2 separate regions of the Mus musculus genome follow, and region 2 is linked to region 1. The links are chromatin contacts, called in public HiChIP or PLAC-seq maps. All regions are on one chromosome and are shown on one strand. Each heading gives the region's core, a stretch centred on a gene start, on an enhancer-like site or on the middle of the called end of the contact. The rest is flanking DNA. Distances are from core to core; before and after follow the strand shown.

The links. HiChIP or PLAC-seq counts read pairs in DNA pulled down with a chosen protein or histone mark.
Region 2: a contact with region 1 is called in an H3K4me3 HiChIP or PLAC-seq map of bone marrow-derived macrophages, with 7 times the contacts expected there. The contact joins two enhancer-like sites. A contact is called at or near these places in 1 of 39 promoter capture datasets (liver), 3 of 484 Hi-C or Micro-C datasets (the HL-1 cell line, the N1E-115 cell line and bone marrow-derived macrophages), 9 of 115 datasets of contacts at active chromatin or transcription factors (the HPC-7 cell line, bone marrow-derived macrophages, embryonic basal ganglia and 6 more) and 1 of 9 other capture datasets (embryonic stem cells).

Annotation. Positions count from the first base shown.
Region 1 is chr17:83,080,477-83,083,346 of GRCm38.p6, reverse strand. No RefSeq gene overlaps it. Among named protein-coding and RNA genes, the nearest start is that of Gm19689, 3.7 kb to the right of the region's middle. Within about 2 kb of position 1,511, at least 20 of the 459 cell types and tissues checked have an H3K27ac peak or open chromatin away from gene starts, as enhancers often do. A contact at or near this core is called in the HPC-7 cell line, bone marrow-derived macrophages and microglia, where this site is marked.
Region 2 is chr17:83,274,960-83,277,866 of GRCm38.p6, reverse strand. No RefSeq gene overlaps it. Among named protein-coding and RNA genes, the nearest start is that of Gm24240, 6.4 kb to the right of the region's middle. Within about 2 kb of position 1,471, at least 392 of the 459 cell types and tissues checked have an H3K27ac peak or open chromatin away from gene starts, as enhancers often do. A contact at or near this core is called in the HPC-7 cell line, bone marrow-derived macrophages and microglia, where this site is marked.

The DNA of each region.
Region 1 (2,870 bases), core at 262-2,761:
ATTTTTGTGATTCTTTTGCTTCTGTCCCTACCCCACCTCCCCTGCCCCATAGCTTAATTGCAAGGGTGGATGCAAGGGTAGACTTTGTAGGCGATAAACATGGTGTTGTTACAACATCAAAAGGTTGGACATGGCTGTGTCTAAATGAACAAATACCCTGCAGTGGAGAGCAGTGTGTGTGTGTGTGTGTGTGTGTGTGTGTGTGTGTGTGTGTGTGGTAAATGTGTGTATGTATGTATGTATGTATGTATGTGTGTGTGTATGGTGTATGTGTATGCGTGTATGTGTGTGGTGTGTGTATGTGTGTATATGTGTGTGTGGTGAATGTGTGTATGTATGTATGTATTTATGTATGTGTGTACGGTATATATGCATGAGTGTGTGAGTGTGTGTGTGTGTATGTGTGTAAGTGTGTGGTGATTATGTGTATGTATGTGTATGTGTGTGCTGTATGTGCGTGAGTGTGTGTGAGTTTGTGTGTGTTACTATTAGGAAGGAAGAACAGAAGAAAGGAAGTTGTTCACTATCCCCTGCCCCATCTCCAGATCCCTCTCCAGTCACTCTCACCATGAGCTGTTCTCCACTATCATGGAACTCGATGTCATTCTTCCAGATCCCCTGGGTCCCTTCTTACCTCCCTCTGAAGGACGTTCGTTGCTCTCTCTTCCCATGTGGAAACCAGCTCACAGACATCTCCTCTGTGAAGCTATTCTTGACCCCTCTCCACAAACAGTATTTCCATTACACCCAAACCCACTGCCCTTCGAGCTATACGGGAGGAGCATCCTCAGACTGGAGTCCTGAGGTCCCGTCACACTGGCCTCCTTACATCTGGGTACACATCTGGGCTGGGCTGGAAGCAGTTTGCCATGTGTTGTGTTGGCTGAGTCCTCAGAGGTGTAAAAAGCCCTCTCATCCAAAACAAACATGCGTGCTGAGGAAACACCCTCCAAACAGAGGCTGCAGGGGGTGGGGGAGGTCTGCAAGGAGCTGGCCTCCCACAAAGCTCCAATTAGCCCCCAAATTATCTCCTGTGTCACGTGTGCAAGGATTTCTAACCAAAATTTGCTGGAAAATGGATTCTCAATGCTTCTGTCTATTTACCTAATACTTAACCCAAGGATAACAGCACACATACAAATTTAAAATAAAACACATGTTGGTTTTTTTTAAATAAAAATTTGAAACAGATGGTCTCTTTTAAGACAAATATTTATTCCCCTGACATTTTTTTCACTTACATGTTTATATTTTTAAATATAGGCTTTATGCAAAGACCTTAGCGATGTCACGATAATAAAATCCATGTTGTTCGTAATTGTCTATTTCCTAGAAGTGTAGGGCTGTGAGAAGCCTCCAGAAGCTGTCTCTGGCATCCCCCTCCTCCAGGCAGGCCAACGTGCAACCAGCTGAGACCAACTGGTGTTTATTCTGCTTATTTTGGAGCCTTTTGAGGAAGGAAGTTGTAAACTCTTTCTGACTCACAGACTCGCAGTTTCTCGTTGGATCCTGCACGGAGTGAAGAGCTGTTAGATAGGACAGAGTTCAGAGCCAAGTTGCTGATGGCATTTGCTTCCCTGGTGTCACCCTGGGTACACTCTCGACCACCCAGGCCAGGACTTGCAGTTCAGCTGCTCTGTCATTGTATCTTAGCTACTTGGAGTTCATGTGTCCACTTTTGATAGGCACAGCTATGATCTTGCCTGGGAAACTCCAGTTTTTCTCCTTCTAGGGTTAATGAGTAATAATCAAAAGGAAGAATCAGGGGTGTGAGCTGCTAAACAGGAAAATAGGGACATTTACCATTGTCAGGAGGTCCTTGAGAAATATCGAAAGCAAACTGACTCATCTGTGTTCTTGTAGCAGTTAGCTTTTGCTGTGTAACACATCATCTGAAAATGTACTGACTTAGGACTAGGGAGATGGCTCAGTAGGTAAGGGTGTCTGCTGCCAAGCCTTAAGACCAGAGTTCAATTCCCAGGACCCCCAGGTGGGAGGAGATTACTGACCCCTCCAAGTTGTCCTCTAACGTCTACATATATACCATAGTATGAAAATAGGTGTATATACAAACACAATAAAGAAGCAAGCAAATATACAAATTGTTTAAAAATGTATGGAGTTAAGGTAACAAGATACTGTTTCTTACTATTCTGTGGGTAAGGTAGGCAGATTGGAATGGTTTGGATGGCTAACACTCATGCCTGCTGATGGCTCTGTGTCAGCAGAGAATACTTGTCTATGTGCTTCTCATTATCCAGCGGGCTAGCCTGAGCTTGCTCATAGAGTGGTCGCTGCAAGTTATCCCATCAGCCAGACACCAAGTCATGGGGCCATCCCAGAGTCACAACAGACAGGTATGTCTCACGCATGAATCACGGGGCCATCTTTACAAGCTTTCCTCGCTGTTCCTCCGTCTAGTTACCTGATAACTAAATTGATATGAGATCACCAGCCTTAAGCCATTCCAAGTAGGAAGTGTGAAAACATAGGTCAGATTAAACCCCTCTGTGGCTTACATGTTTTCAAAGTTTGTGTCAAGCTTCTCATGAAACCTGAATTCCTCACGAGGGTTTATAGACTCACTGTGGTCTGGGCTCTGTCTCCTGTTCTACTTCGTAATTTCTTCTCATCCTCTTTTACCTACTAAAGCCAGTCCTAAGGGTTTTCTGTCTATTTTGTGTTTGAGACAGGGTGGCCTTGAACTCACTATATAGCTGAGGGTGATGTTGAATATCTGATCCTGTTTTTTAAGGTGGCACTGCGGATCTAACTTAGGGCTTTGTGAGTGCTCACCCACCTGAGCCCTGTCTTAAAGACAGCCTCAGTAAAGCATCTCACCTTTCATTTGGAACTCTATTGGAAGGCCA
Region 2 (2,907 bases), core at 222-2,721, 190 kb before region 1:
GCGCGGGCGGGCGAGCGAGCGGGTGGGGAGCCTCTGCCTGCAGGCTCAGACTGCCTGCTGCTGGCCTGCGATATTTATAGTACCTATCTCTCCGGTTCTGTCTCCACCTGGATCTATGAGGTCTATGGCTGCCACATGTGTAGGGACTGTTCTGGGGGGTGGGGGGCACATTATCGATTTAAGTGGCTGGCGCTTGGCCATGGATGCAAGCTGGGATGGAAGCTAAGAAGTCTAAACTGAGGGCGGGCAGGGGAAACGCCAGACTGCAGCTCCTTTGTGCAAAGGGCTTGGTGGTTAGGCCTGGTGAAACCGGGGCTTTCCAGCTCCCGTGTCCCAGCAGCCGCGGCTGTGGGCGTGGTGAGGCAGGTGTGGGTGGCCAAGGATCTGTCTCAGTTTCCTCCCCGCCCTGGTGGCAGCTACTCAGAAGAGTTAAAGGCAAAACTGGCAAGAATTTTTCTTTGTAGTAGGAAAAGAGGGTCCCAGAGAGTTCACGGTGACAATCCTCTTTTCAGACACACAACTACCGGACTCCACGTTTGCAGACCTGTTATCGGCCGTGCGCACCTTCAATTTCCCCTAACCACCAACTACCTCCCTGGTTGCTCTCAGACAGCAATGACATCATTTGAACATATATAAATAACTGACCTCTCTGCCTTCCAAGCAGTGATTGTGGTTCGGAGCACAATGGTTAAAAGCAAGGAGGACTCCATTATCAGACTTTTTAAAGCTACAAAACAAACAAACAATCAACCCCCCACCCCTAAAACAAAACAACGAGAGCACAGGCTGGGCATAGTGGCTCACAGCTTGTCATTCCAGCACTAGGGGAACTGAAGCAGGAGGGTTGCCTACGAGTTCGAGGCCAACATGGGAAACTTTGGCAAACCGTGATAGATAGATAGATAGATAGATAGATAGATAGATAGATAGATAGATGATGCAAAGTGAGAACCCAGTCTAGACCAGGCCCAGCAGGAGTTAGCCACCTACAGGTCTCCGAGTAAAGCCCGCTCTGACTATTTCACTGACAAGCCGGGCTGGAAAGAGGCCAGCACAGGATCTTATGACTGGAAAGCAAAATAAAGAACAGCAGCAACGACCTAGAGAAACGAAAATACACTTGACACTCTGTCTCTGTCTTTCTTTTTCACATTTAACCTTGTCGCAACACAGATGAGTAGGCCGGGGTCACCGTTGCACAACAGTTTGGGAACTAGGTTAAGGAACTTGTAGTTTCAGACCCAGACGCATGACACTCGCGTGGGCGCTAATGTCCGCCCGGCTTTTCCACGCGGGCCGGGGACAGGTTCTGGCTGGCACAGCGGTACAGGTCTCAGGCTGCTGGAAAGGCCGGTTTCGTGGCCTGGGACGAGGGGGCGGCTGGCCGGGATCCGGAGCTGCACGGCGCGGCCAGGGCAGCTGGCAGTCAGCTGGTGCCGGGGCCGCGCTCGCTCACTCGGAGGGAGGCGAGCCGGCCGCATACCGCGGGGCGCAGAGGAAATAGCTGGGATTCCTCCCGCGGCGCCGCGCTCCCGTTCCCGCGGGGAGGATCGGGGGCGCGCGCCAGCGGTCCGCAGGCTCGTCCCCCGCACTGCCCGGGGAATCCTCCCCGAACCCCACCTTCAGCTCCCTAGCCACTCCCCGCCAGCGTGTGGGTGCTCAGAGGCACCGCGTGTTCTGGTCTTGCAGACTCTCCAGGCCAGCCAGGCCTCCTGCTTGTTGGTCTCTGACTGAGGACATGCGACAGCGCCCCTGGGAAGGCCAGCTAGCTGCACAATGGTCCCCACCCCTGCAGAGGATGTACCAGACCGGATGTGCTCTCTGTGACCCACCCCACTGATCTCGGAGCCTGCTCCAGGCAGTGGGCCCCTAGAGGTGCCAGCTTTAGCCTTTGGAAAGCTGTTGCCAGTGATGTGAACATTTCTGTCTAGGCTTCGAAACCGTCCTTGAGATAGGGATTTCCCACTTGGGGTGGCAGGAATGAGGCTAGCCCCTCAGGAACTGCTTGCTGCCAGGTGGTAAGGACGGGGTGATGGAGAAAGGAGGACCCTTACTCTAGTAAGGGCCTAGAGTGGGACCCTCTCTGACTGTATAGGCACAAGAAGGAAATGGAGACCCTTCTTTTTGGTTTTTTGTTTGTTTTGTTTTTTGAGACACGGTTTCTCTGTATAGCCCTCGCTGTCCTGGAACTAACTTTGTACACCAGGCTGGCCTTGAACTCAGAAATCCGCCTGCCTCTGCCTCCGGAGTGCTGAGATTAAAGGCGTGCGCCACCACGCCCGGCTGAAGAGTCAGGTGAGAAGGCTCCTCTCTTCTGAACAGAACCAACAGTTTGATCAGGTTAGGGATTAGGAGGTGGGAAGACAGAGGGCGGATCCTAAGTGGGGCCCACGTAACCTTTCCTAGGAGTTTGGCCCCTATTGCTTGGAACAGGGGTGGACGGATCTAGACTGTCTCTCTACTTTCCCTTGAGACGATTGCTTTGATTGATAATACATTTGGCCTGTTGAGATGGCCCACCCGGTAAAGGTGCTTGAGGCCAGGCCTGACGATCTGAGTTCAAACCCCAGGACCCACACGATGAAAATGGAGATCACACACAAAATGTTCAGCCAGGTCAATAGTCTTCTATTGTCTGTGGATTCTCCCCTGGGTCTTGCACTTTGTCCGTTTCCATGGCCTATATACGATCGGACTTTCACACTGGATTGTGAACAAAGGCTTTTCTCACACTGGATTGTGAACAAAAGCTTTTCCGTGTATCTTCCTAGTTAGATGTTAGCTTCACCACGCCAGGGCCCTGGTGAATCTCATATACCTTTGGGGACCTACCGTCTAGTAGTGTTTACCTTCCAGTATAAAGACTGCTTAAATGTTTGTTGAATGAATAAGAAGGATGAGGAG